3 separate regions of the Arachis hypogaea genome follow, and all the other regions are linked to region 3. Evidence: chromatin contacts called from public Hi-C data. All regions are on one chromosome and are shown on one strand. The core of a region is the stretch at or near the end of the contact, and the rest is flanking DNA. Distances in the headings are between cores, read along the strand shown.

Region 1 (4,444 bases), core at 420-2,919, 140 kb after region 3:
TCCTGATGGTCCTGTCAAGAGGTAAGAGAAAGCACCATCTAACCTAATATGCATTCCCATAATTGTTCTTTAGAGAATTGGGATGATGTTAAAATTCTGCTATCTGTATGTTTCACATTTCCAATTTTGATAAAAGTAAAATAATAACTGGTTTAGGAGGTCTTGGGAGTGGTGGATTTTTTATTGATTTGTTCTCCTTTTAATTGCCGCTTTGTGGAACTGATCAACTCTACCTTTACAGAATGATGTATTGGGATTCTGTTGCGAAGTTAGTTGCACCTGGTGGAGTACTTGTAAGCACTTCAAATTTTGTTTTAAAGTTTCTACCCAACTGTTGCTCTATTACAGAGCGAAACTCCTTTTATTCATCCCAGTAAAAAGAAAATCATGTGCTATTTATTTTCCGTTTCATGATGTATGTATTCGTTGACTTCCTCATTTGTCTGTGTAAGGTGATTACATCGTGCAACAGCACAAAGGATGAGCTGATACAAGAAGTGGAAAGTTTCAACAGACGAAAAATCTCTGCTGCTCAGGAAGTAGAGGGAGTCAAGGACGACGAATCATGCAGAGATCCTATATTTCAATACTTAAGTCATGTCCGCACATATCCGACATTCATGTTTGGTGGATCTGTAGGCTCGCGCGTGGCGACTGTGGCATTCCTTCGGAAATGAAGTGCGCGATATGTATCAATTACCATCATGATTTTGGAATTTGTTTTATTGGTTTGAAGTTGCTTGCGTGTAGCTAGAATGGATGTTTCTGACTTCTCATGTTAATATTTATGATTTTGTGGAGGTGAAGTTTTCTGAGTTCCATCCTTCTTTTTGGATAACTAGTTTTCTATCATTCGGAGTTTATAAACTGAATGGAGTGAGGATCTCAATCAGAATTTCTCCTTTCTTGACTGCCTTTAAAATGGAACTACATCCGGATCTTTTATTTCTAACTTCATTTTTATGTCGCCAAATGAAATTGAACATAACTCATTCTTCAAAATTTCCTTCTGTTTCTTCCAATCTGGTTCTTGCTTTACTTGTTAAAACCTATTTTTTTCTTGTTAATGTGTAAAAACTTAAGGTTACAAATATTGACGGATGGATTTGGATGAAATCTCCAATATTCATAGAACTATTGTATTTCAAAAAAGGTAAAGTGTAAACTCCAGTGTCTCTAATTATTAATTAAGAGGTTAAAACAGGATTTCAATGAAAAAAATAAAGGTGTTATTCTTGGATCAATGAAATAAAAATGAATCTCACTTCTAAATTTATCATTCAAGAGTAAAACTTCCTTAGTTTACTTTGGAGTGTGTGAAAACGCCACAATCATTTGAGTTTAACGAATCATTATCCTATAAAATATCTATTTTGATAAAAAAAAAAAAGAAACTGAAGTGTTCGTTTTCCTTTTTCATTTAAAAAGTACTTTAAAAAATGCTTTCAATAAATTTTAAAGTTTTTGAATGCAATTTAAAATCCTTCTATTAAAAAAAAGTACGTTCTTTGCCTTTCATAAAATCAAACAAACTTTTAGGGAAAAAAGTTTTTAATTTAAAAAATAAATTTAAAAAAAAAAGATAAACCAGATAAAAATACTGAAAAAAAATTCTATCCAAATGCAACCTAAATCAAGATAAAATAAAAAATAAAAGAATTTTTTTCCAAATAAAATAGTTTATCAAATTTAGTATTTTTTTTCGGGTCACCCAATAAAAAAAAAATATCATTTTATTGTTTTTTTATATATATATAAAAAAAGAAATAATTTGAGTCCAAATCTAAAACCCAAGTTAAAGTTGAAGTGTTGAACATATCCAAGGGACTCTTCAACTCATTAGCACCATCCAAAAAAGAGCGAAGAGAGGAAGACGATGGAAGCATGTGCAGCAGCAACTTATGGTGCGGCCTCAACGTGCACCCCACTTAACTTCACCTTCAGCCATGGAAGAACCAAAACCCTCTTACACTCCCAAATTCCCATTCCCTCCAAAAAAGGAACGGGAAAATCCTTCTCCATTGTTAACGCCTCAAGACGAACCTTGTCTTCCAACTGGCTTGTCTCCGATGATGACTTCTCTGCTTCTACGACTTCTCCACGGCTTCCCAGACTCGAAGAACTTGACACTACCAATATGCTTCTCCGCCAAAGGATTATCTTTTTGGGTTCTCAGGTACGATCAATTTGGGGTTTCGTTGCTCTCGCTCTGAATGTTTGATATTTTAAGGGTACCCTTTGTCTTTCTGATTTTTTATTTTGTTTTGTTTTATTAATTGGTTGAGAAATTTGCCATCTTTTTCATATTTGCGTTGTTTGGCGAACATAGCAAAACAAAAGAGACAGGAGGAGGGGTTTAAATTGATGTGATGGTGTTCAATTTCTGAGGGCATGTTGTTTGGTACTCTTGAAAATTAGAAATATTTGAGCTTTTTAATGTGGGTTTGTTTTTCTGAACCATGGGATGTAAAAATAAGGAATGAAACTAAACTGAAGAAGTATGCCATTACTTGTTGCTATGTTTTGTGAAATGGTTTTCTGTTTTGTTATGAGCAGGTGGATGATATGACTGCTGATTTCATCATTAGTCAGCTCCTCTTTTTGGATGCTGATGACCCAAAAAAAGACATAAAGTTGTTTATAAATTCACCTGGTGGTTCTGTCACTGCTGGTATGTCTCAACAAAGCTCCACTTACCCAATGTTTTTGCTTTGTTCTTCAGCTCAATTTTGTAGTCGTTTGCTAGCATATCATAACTTTATTAGTCTAGGAGGAATTTTTAGGGATAAGTACGTCGTATGTATGATATTGATTAGTTGGGGTAAATCTTAAAAGACACTAAGCTAATGGTATTGAGCACAATGCTCTTATATATCTTACAGAAAGTACAATTAAGAAGTAAGTAAGTTGTTGATCTGTGTTATATCTTAATCTGTTTACCAATAAAAGAAGTTGTTGATCTTTGTGATTGGCAAGCTAAGATAGATACTTATGAAAATTTGAAGCTACATAGGAAAGGTTCAAGGTTGTCTGAATAAGATATTGAACGTGTTGAATCTACGGTTATAGGACGGGAACGTCAACCGAGTATTAGTAAAATCTGGAGCATTGTTCAGATTAATGAATCTGTAATACGTGTAGGCTTTTTGTGGTTGCTCTTAACTTATTTTATCTGTGTTCATAGGAATGGGTATTTATGATGCCATGAAGTTATGCAAAGCAGATGTGTCAACAGTTTGTGTAGGGCTTGCGGCATCAATGGGTGCATTTATCCTTGCGTCTGGTACTAAAGGGAAGCGCTATTGTATGCCAAATTCAAGAGTTATGATCCATCAGCCACTTGGAACTGCTGGTGGAAAAGTAAGACCTTTCCTTCCCCCCAACATCAATTATTGAATTCAGTTTGATTTCATGGACGTTGGATCATTTTTCCTATGAAAGAAAAAAATAGGTGAAAGTCAGTTTTCTTGTTCTTGAATTGTCGAAATCATGAGTTGGCATGGATTCACATGCCTTTTGTGTTTTTGTCTTGATACATTAGAGTGGTGTAAATAATAGTTTAGAAATGTAACTTACAATGATTCTGCAGAAACAAAGCTGTTGGAAACACAGTACATTTGTACATGGAATTATTTTTACCATTTATTGTGAATTGTTATGTTGGTGTAATTACTCTGCGATTACACCATGTAGGATGAGTTATCTTTTGAAAATTGGCATGCGTAATGGACCAGTTATCTGCGATTACACATATGCATAATAATGGTTCTTTTATGGTGTATATTTGCTAATAATAAGCATGATTGCAGGCTACTGAAATGAGCATTCGGATAAGAGAAATGGCATATCACAAGATTAAGATAAACAAGATACTATCAAAGATTACTGGGAAGTCTGTAGATCAGGTTAGTTTCCAGATGCACCTCAATCATCTTTTCTAATTATATATATTAAATATGTTTCTCCCCGTCATTTATTTTATTTGTTTCATTTGCAGATAGACTTAGACACTGATCGTGATAATTTTATGAATCCTTGGGAAGCTAAGGAATATGGTTTAGTTGACGAAGTTATAGATGACGGAAAGCCCGGGCTAGTTGCACCGATTGCAGACTCGTCACCACCACCAAGAACTCGGGTGTGGGAGCTATGGAAGATTGAAGGAAGCCGAAAAGCGAAGAAGAATTTGCCATCAGAGCATAAGTTTTTAGAGGAAGCATACAAAAAAGTTCAGGGAGGTGATGATGACAAAGGCACTCAACAGGAAAACGAAGCACCTGCTGCTGTATGAGTTTTAGAGAGAAGAAATTTTTGCATTGCTTATATTATTTATTCCTAATGAGACCTTTTTTTAAATCCTAATTTTATCTTGATTTATTAATCAGCACCAGTTTTAGATAAAAGAGATTTTTCACTTTGTTATAGCTGTGACATTCCATTGTAA
Region 2 (4,206 bases), core at 1,156-3,655, 160 kb before region 3:
CATTCCATAGAGCTGCTAGATCCAACCTCTGCATGATCCTTCGCTCCATGTTGATTCAGTTCAACAACACGCTCAAATCTAGATAATTGAGGAAACATTCTCATGCATAGCTGCTTACAGAGACCATTTTCAATAACTGCAAATAATAATATAAGTGGTTAATTAACCAGTGCATTGAATATTTAAATGAATTTTATCCATTGACAATGAGAATCTCAAATGTGACAATAATGCTCTTTAATGATGAATCAAGAAATTCAATTAAATACCTTTCATATAACATTAACATAACAAAGGACTGATAGCTAAAACAATGAATAAATATCCTCCTAAATTAAACAAAGTATGCAGCAAGTGCAAGCAAATTTTAGTCCAAGCAGTTACAGCTGGAGGTGTAAATTTTACTTCAGTCCTTCAAGATATTTATAATATCGTTATCGTTAACCCAAATAACTTAAAGGAGCCTAAAAGGAAAGTGAGTATATCTCTAAGGGGTTCATAAGAAAGGGGATCCCAGCACTTCACTCTATGTTGACAAAGATTCCAGTAAGAACTTGTGCCCAACAAAGAGCATATCACTAGTATATATCTACTTTATTCTTGTCATAATTAATCTTCTAAGTTAACCTCTTTTCAAGTTGAAAGGAAACCATGTTAAGTGCTTACACAAAATTCCTGCACCATTTCAAAAATTAAGCAATACTAGATCAAAGGCAATAATATATAAACAAATAAGTGTTTGTATAGCTGTAGTTTGGCCTCTCTTTCAAAATTACTATCCATGACCTAAAAATGAAGTAATGATGTAAATTATAAACATAATCCAAAAATGATGTAATCTTTACAATAAGGGGGAAGAAAATAGATACACAAGGATGAGATTGATTTAGCAGCAGGAAACTAAACTCCATCATTCTCCAAAATACCATTTAGTGTTTGTATATATACTTGTGGAATGTCTTTCCAAAATGTGGAAAACTAAATTACAAGAAAAGGAAATGGAGAAGATACAAGTTTCCAAAAATATTTCTATCAGAATAGGTCAATGTAGCTTCAAAAGTGCAAAGGTTAGGAATCAATATTAGGTTGGACACTTCTAGAACAAATATAACAGAGCAGATATCATAATTTGGGATGACAAACAATCAAATGCCAAAAAAAATAATGTGAATTTCATAGATGTATTATATATATCTCTCAAGCAACTAACTTTCCACTTCTCATGAAATTGAGGCATCAATTGAAGAACAAAAAGCACACTTTGAACATGTATAACTCACCATAGTGTCTCCAAGACCGTGAGACACAGCTCACGCGAACAAGGTCAGTGGGATCATCGAGACACATCAGTATCTTGAGGGAAGTGTCCAAATCAAGGTAACTGAGAAAATCCACAGAGTACTCCATCATGGACAAGATAGGAGGTGCACAAGCGAGTGAACCAACAAGAAGTCAACAAGCTATCCTTTCAATTTTCAAACCTGAAAAACTGAAATGGCACACAAAGGACAATTCTCAACAGTCAGCATTGTTAACTTCAGAATGAATCAGAAAAACATCCAAATAATTATATTATTCAAGGGAGAAAAATAACGACAATGACAAAACTTATTTCCCGGACTATTTCTTCTGGGTCTAATTTGTTTCTGCTCATGAAAGCTTGCCACAAAAATTAACATGAAATTCACAACCTCAACCAAGAAAAAGGGAAACTTTTACTCTCCTTAATCCTGAGACATATAACACAGAAATGGGGAACAACAACTGGCTGAGAAATTCGCACTAATCAGGAGAATCATTTCATACTATCACCAAAAACGAAGAAATGATTGAATAACTTACAAGGAAGCAAAACCTGATAAAATCAAAGAAATTGAGTAATGGGGCGTGGAATTCAAGCAAATGGGTGTCAAAATCCGTCAAAAATAACAGAAAAAAGGTATAATTTGCAAAAATGAATTAAAAGTAAAAGTAAAAGGAAGAAGGAAAAGATAACGAAAGGGAAGGGGAAAAGGAAGAAAATTGAGTAAACGGGGTGTTGGAAAATGAGGAAAGAAAGAGAAAGAAGATCGAAAAATGTCACCTTTGACGAATATTGAAAGAGGGTGTAGAGAAGGCCGAGGATGAAGAATGAAGAGCGAAACCCTAGAAGTAGAAAGAAGAAGAAGGAGAAAGCAGAGAAGGGGAAAAGAGAGAGAATTAAGAAGAAAGGGACAGAGAGAATGGGATTGATTGTTAAGGGTAAGTTTTTTGTTGGTGGTGGCGATGGTACGAAGAAACGAGTTACGACATACAAAACCATTTCATAATTACACACACACACTATTTGAGAGGAGAAGAGCCATAATAGCTACTCAATCATTTTCATAAAACAAATAAAAAAAAATCATAATAACAACGATAATAAAAAAAAAAATTTCCCTAACCTGTGTCTTTATTGAAAAGCAAAATATTTTTAGTTTTTAATATTTTTGTAATATGTTTATTGAATAAATTTTTTGACCGTAGATAACTTTAACAAGATGCAAAATTCCAATAATAATATAATTTGAATTTAATTTAATTAGAGTTATTAAAACAAATTATATCTTGCAAAGGAAAATAGATAAATTTATCCAATAAAAATATGACTAATTTAAGAGTAGATCGTTTTGACTTGACTCGGATAATTTATAAATTAAGTAGATTATTCGAGTCGAACAAATAAAAATTAATTCGTTGACTACCTTTTAGTTTATAAACAGTTAAAAAAACAATAAACACATAATTTATATTAGCAATGAGTAAATTATTAATTATGCCTCTGAAATTGTAAAACGCTGACAATAATAATCCTAATATTTGTTAAAGACAATTATACCTTTGAAAATTCTAAAAACGCAACAGATCTGTCCAACCGTGAAGTGAGCCCTTCTCCGTTAAATGGAGCTTGGTGATGTGGTATACGAAATTTCAACGTGGCATCCTCGTAAGGCTTTCCGTCCCGTTTCATGTTTACCCTTAATTCATGAAACCTTAATTGTTCAATTCCTAGTAAATGACCAGGCTAACCTTAAATGAAACACTCCGTTTAACTATGACCATTTAGGATGCGGGAAACTGAAGAGTTTCTTAGTGTTGGTCTATGTTTCTCTTCGTCTTGTGTATCTCTGCATTCGCGTCTTGAAATTGTTAACATCACATGGAATTTCACGTTTGTCATTGATACTAGGTGAAGAAATCTCCATTGAACAACGAAGGTTTCAGTAAGCATTCATTGTTTCCGTTCTTCTTGTTATCAGTTCGTTGGGGTTTGCATATTGTTTGTGATGAAGTGAAAATTTTTTTTGATGGTTGTCTTGATGTGTTGATTTATCTGATTGTTACTTATTTGATGTTTTTTGTTAGATGGCAACTCATATCACGTTTGTATATCACCATCGGGGTTGGTTAGAGAAGGATGTGGATGGTGTGGTGAGGTATAACGATGGTTTAGTGAGTGTCATAAACATGGTGCATGTTGATACATGTAATCTGTTCCTTGTTGAGGGTTTGTTTCTGGATTTAGGTTATACTAGGTATAATGAAGTTTATTGGTTGGAGTCGGAGATGGATTTAGCTAACGGGCTACTGGTGCTGAGAAGGGATGCCGATGTGGTTAAATTGTGTGATGCTGTACTGAAGAATGAAAACAGGGTCCACTTGTATTTTGAGCATCCTGTTGACGCCGATCCAGAGTTAGTTGATGAAGTTGAGGGACCTCCTTCAGAAGACCAGCAAAATCATGACCAGGATCTCCCACAGCATGATGAACATGGAGGACCAGATGATATAGTAGTAGATGGAACTATTTCAGAAATTCAAGAAACTCATCAAGATGATCCCCCACAGTATGAGGAGCAACAGCAACAGGAGGGTGAATCAGTGTTGAGTAAAGGGGGAATGATCAATTGGAGAAAGATGACGTAGGTATTGATAACGTACCCATTGAAAGTCACGCTGTAACTGTTGAAAATGAGGAACCCAATTTAGGAAATAACCATGAGACACATGTTGAAGGCGAATAGGGGCAATCTCAGTGTCAGGAAGCTGATGGCCGGGGAAGAAAGCGCAGGAAGAAACATGGAAGGCCCCAACCATCTGGTAGAGCGCAACCTGATGCACAGAACAATGGTGACGAACAACCAGGTTAGTACATGTGTTGTATATTTTTGTAGCTTAAAACAT
Region 3 (4,611 bases), core at 723-3,222:
TCCTAGTCAAAGGAGCATTCCGCCAGAATGAAGAACTGAATCAGAGGCTAGCAAATCTGGTTTATCACATAGCAAAGGGACTGTTGAAGAGCCAATCTTCTTCATGTTTTGCAGATTGTAATTTACTTTTTAATGTTTAACTTTCTGTAATTTCTTGAGGTAAAAGGCTGAATGAGAGAGTCATTGAAAGAGCCTAAGAGAGAAAAAGGCATAGAGATACACATGAGTGAAAAATCTAGAGTTATTTCAGATTTCTTTAGGTTAAGTCTATGTCTTATATCTTGTACCTGTGAGGTATCCCTTTCTTAGTTGGGTGAGCACTAAGAGTGAATGGTTAGGTATTAGCATAACCAAGTCAAGTTAGGTTAGAACTTGAGTGTGAAAGGATTGTGTTAATCATGTGGAATTGGTGTATGTAATACTTTAACTATAGTGAAAATTCAACCACTGTTGTGGTGGAGATTGGACGTAGGTTGCATTGCACAAAGGCAACCGAACCAGGATACATGATGGTGTCAGCTTCTCTCTTCCCTGCTCTGTTCTGTTTTCTGATATTCATGAGACAAAATGAAATTGTCTCATAAATTTTTCACTGCTGAGTTCAAACAGATTTAGATGGCAAGTTTGTTTTAAAAGGGTTATTACAGTAACTTAAAAGAAGGCCATAGATTCAACCCCCATTTTCTAAGCCTTTCTACAACCTTCAAAAGTAAAAGGAGGTCACCGAACCGAACAACATTCATTTGGTGAATCAAAATCACAAAGGCCACCGAACTGAACAATGTTCATGTGGTGAATAAATAGTGATCAACTTTCAATCAACAAGAATAGTATTTCTCCTCCTCTTCCTCCATCTTCTTTCAAATTCGTGCACGTAGGTTCTTCTTCTTCTTCTTCTTTCGTTATAATTATCACCAACAACACCAACATTTTGCTCAGTTAGGTGGAGTTGCTCATTTTGATTCACTTGATTGTTAATGTATTCAGTTGAGTCGTTGTGCATGTAGAAATATTTTTCTTACTGATTGAATGTTTATCACGTTTTATTCAGCACATGATTGGTGTTCGGTTCAGTGGTGTTGGTCATTTCGGTTCACCTGATTGTTATGTGTTCAGTTGAGTTCTTTTGCATGGAAAAATGTTATTCTTGATGATTGAATGTTTATGACGTTTTATTCAGCACATGAATGTTGCTCAGTTCAGTGGAGTTGCTCATTTTGATTTACTTGATTGTTAGTGTGTTCAATTGAGTCCTTGTGCATGTAGAAATATTTTTCTTGATGCTTAAATGTTCATGACGTTTTATTTAGCACATGAATGATGTTCGGTTCAGTGGAGTTAGTCATTTCGGTTCATTTTTGTTCTGCACAATTTAAAATTTTTCCTCCTCACCTTCTATTGCTTCTTCACCAGGGAGAGAAAGAGGAAAAGACAAAAAAAATACAGCTGCAATAACAACAAAAGAATGAAGATAAAGAGAAAACACGTGAAGAATAAGGAACGCAAAAAAGAAGGAGGAGAACGAGGAGGAGGAAGGCGAATCTCTGTTGCTGTTTTTGTTCGTTTCTGATTGTTCCTTGCCAAATCTTCTCGCGATTCTTCTCTAGTAGTGTTTTCGTAGAGAACATGACTGAAGTTTGAGTGATTTTGAGAGAGATTCGAAGAGAATGAGCGGTTTCATGTTGAGGAAGAAGTAACATTTTTTCATAATGAGGGCGAAGTAACGAAGGGTTTTCGAGCACGTGTTTTCACTCGTCATTAACGTAAGTGACTCTATTTGGACTTGGGCCAACTTTGTTACATGGATGTGTAGCGCGCCCACGTAATAAACAGTGGAGAAGTCAAATTCTTGGTTAATGTAATAATTGTAATTAAATTCTTTTATGAACTTAGAGCGTAAAACAGCGTATTATGATATAACTAAAATAACTAATTTTTAAATTGAATACTTAAAATGTGATTAAAATTCTTGACATTGTTACCATGAAGCAACGCAGGTTCACATTATACGACGCATAACATGTGATGGCAGCATTTAGCCAAGAATATGAGATCCCACAGTGTATGAGAATGTGTGAGTGCGAAGATCCAAATCTAATACCTCACACACACTTTTCGTCAAACACTTAACATACACACTTCAAAAACCCAACTTCCGATCTCAAAACATGGCTCTGTCGTCAAAACGGAGCGGCCCCAGCTTCATTACCGCCATAATCAACCCCCGCCAATGGCGCCTTCTCGACCTCATAACCTTATTCTTCTTCTTCCTTGTCGCCATATTCTTCCTCATGGCTTTCACACATTTCGGCGACTCCCTCGCCGCATCGGGCCGCAACACCCTCCTCCGCTCCTCCGACCCGCGCCACCGCCTCCGCCTCGTCTCGGCAATTGAGAACGGGGAGCCACGTGGCGGAGGCGGCTTCCTTGACGCGTGCTCGGCGGAGGAGGTAGACCACATGCCCTGCGAGGATCCGAGAGTGAACAGGTTGCTGAGTAGGGAGATGAACTTCTACAGAGAGCGACACTGCCCTCGCCATATTGATACTCCTCTCTGCTTGATTCCGCCGCCCAAGGGGTACCGGATCCCGGTTCACTGGCCGGAGAGCTTGCATAAGGTTCTTCTATGCTCTCAACTCTGCTTGTTTAATATTTAGTGCAGCGTTCTTGATTTTGCTTGTAGCTGATTCCGTGTTGCGAAATGATATAGCATTGTAAAAATTTCGCGTCGTACATACTTTCTCTTCGGAGCTAGAAAATTAGGATTAAGGCTACATGGCTACTTAGCCATAGAAGTGAACTTGAAGCATGTATCTAATTTAGAGACTTAAGAGTTTTCATTACCGAAATGCTTGCTGATATTTTTAGACGGTTGAACTGAACTTATGTAGTTTCTAGAGTAACTAGGACAGAGAAAGTTCCCTAATGTGTAGGGCTTCATATGTTTTATTATTATGAATTCATTAATATCAGTATATCAAAATTAAATTCCTTTTTAAAAATGGTTTTTCCTAGGAATATAAGAAGCTCACTTTAGTTATAACATATTCATTTGAAAATCAAAGATAGTTGAATTAAGTGTTTTTTTTCAAGTGTGAAATAAATAAAGCTAGTTTTGTTGCTCATTCTTCAATCCCCCTTCCAAATTTGCAGATATGGCACGATAACATGCCACACAACAAAATTGCTGACAGGAAAGGTCACCAGGGATGGATGAAGCGTGAAGGTCAACACTTTATATTCCCTGGTGGTGGTACAATGTTTCCAGATGGAGCAGAGCAGTATATTGAAAAGCTTGCTCAATACATTCCTATACGTGACGGTGTTATGAGGACTGCTCTTGACATGGGGTGCGGGGTAAGAGCTAGTTTTCCATTTTTGTTTCTGAGATCGTACTAGACTTTATTGCTGTTTAACATGAAATATATATCTTGCTTTTACAGGTTGCTAGTTTTGGAGGATATTTACTAGCCCAAAATATGTTAGCCATGTCTTTTGCTCCAAGAGATTCACATAAATCACAGATACAATTTGCTCTGGAAAGAGGAATACCAGCCTTCGTTGCCATGCTTGGCACTCGTCGACTGCCATTCCCTGCATTTGGATTTGACTTAGTTCATTGTTCTCGCTGTTTGATCCCTTTTACAGCCTACAGTGAGTTATTCTTCACTACTGACCTTTTCCATATATTTGAATCATGAAGGCTTGCTGCTTCTCTAATGCAGAAAATATGCTTTGCAGATGCAACCTATTTTATTGAAGTGGATAGATTACTTCGTCCTGGTGGATATTTGGTCATTTCTGGCCCCCCTGTTCAGTGGGCTAAACAAGATAAAGAATGGTCTGATCTCCAGGCTGTAGCAAGAGCATTGTGCTATGAACTGATAGTTGTAGATGGTAACACTGCGATCTGGAAGAAGCCTGCAGGAAAAATGTGTCACCCCCACCAAAATGATTTTGGTCTTGCATTATGTGATGATTCAGATGATGCAAGTCAAGCTTGGTAATTTCCTGTATAGCTACTATGAATTATCTTTCATTTTATTATGTTTGATACTCTCTCTGTCTACTTCGAAATTGATATAGGTGTATAGCACTTGGATGAATGTCATTATTGTTAGTAGATCTCATTGATTACTTTGAAGGGTGAAATTAAGCTTTATTTATTTTACAGGTACTTCAAATTGAAGAGGTGTGTCACAAGGACATCTTCTGTCAAAGGAGAATATGCTATTGGACAGATTCCCAAGTGGCCAGAGAGGCTTAACACTGTACCTCCAAGGTCCACAGTAATGAAAAATGAGGCTCATTTGTACGAGGCTGACAATAAAAGGTGGATAAGGAGAGTTATGCACTATAAAAAATCTCTACACATAAAGTTGGGGACTCCAGCTGTGCGCAATGTTATGGACATGAATGCTCTATTTGGAGGTTTTGCAGCAGCATTGATATCTGATCCCGTGTGGGTAATGAATGTAGTTCCTGCTGATAAGCCGTCAACTCTTGATGTGATCTATGACAGAGGCCTTATTGGACTATATCATGATTGGTGAGTTTTTTTCCTGAGAGTTTCAAGCATCCTGTTTTAAAGGGATTGTCCAGAATCTTTAG

Evidence for each region. A called contact is a pair of places that touch in the nucleus more often than the background predicts.
Region 1: a Hi-C map of leaf shows a contact between it and region 3, with 4 times the contacts expected there. The contact joins the promoter of LOC112744015 here to the promoter of LOC112744018 in region 3. A contact is called at or near these places in 2 of 8 Hi-C or Micro-C datasets (both in leaf).
Region 2: a contact with region 3 is called in a Hi-C map of leaf, with 3 times the contacts expected there. The contact joins the promoter of LOC112744023 here to the promoter of LOC112744018 in region 3. A contact is called at or near these places in 3 of 8 Hi-C or Micro-C datasets (leaf and an unstated tissue).

The regions. Positions count from the first base shown.
Region 1 is chr14:125,631,200-125,635,643 of arahy.Tifrunner.gnm2.J5K5, reverse strand. It overlaps LOC112744015 (ATP-dependent Clp protease proteolytic subunit 3, chloroplastic), which reads left to right and starts at 1,669. Exons shown (of 5, transcript XM_025793474.3): 1 at 1,669-2,176; 2 at 2,557-2,671; 3 at 3,185-3,360; 4 at 3,810-3,905; 5 at 3,998-4,444. The coding sequence starts at 1,877. The coding sequence ends at 4,291. It overlaps LOC112744016, which reads left to right. Exons shown (of 7, transcript XM_025793475.3): 5 at 1-21; 6 at 242-293; 7 at 453-819. The coding sequence ends at 677.
Region 2 is chr14:125,932,555-125,936,760 of arahy.Tifrunner.gnm2.J5K5, reverse strand. LOC112744023 (F-box protein At4g00755) reads right to left here and starts at 2,405. Exons shown (of 6, transcript XM_072214862.1): 1 at 1,843-2,405; 2 at 1,281-1,730; 3 at 1-136. The coding sequence starts at 1,410.
Region 3 is chr14:125,773,247-125,777,857 of arahy.Tifrunner.gnm2.J5K5, reverse strand. It overlaps LOC112744018 (probable pectin methyltransferase QUA3), which reads left to right and starts at 1,972. Exons shown (of 7, transcript XM_025793478.3): 1 at 1,972-2,618; 2 at 3,154-3,357; 3 at 3,444-3,654; 4 at 3,742-4,003; 5 at 4,175-4,549. The coding sequence starts at 2,169.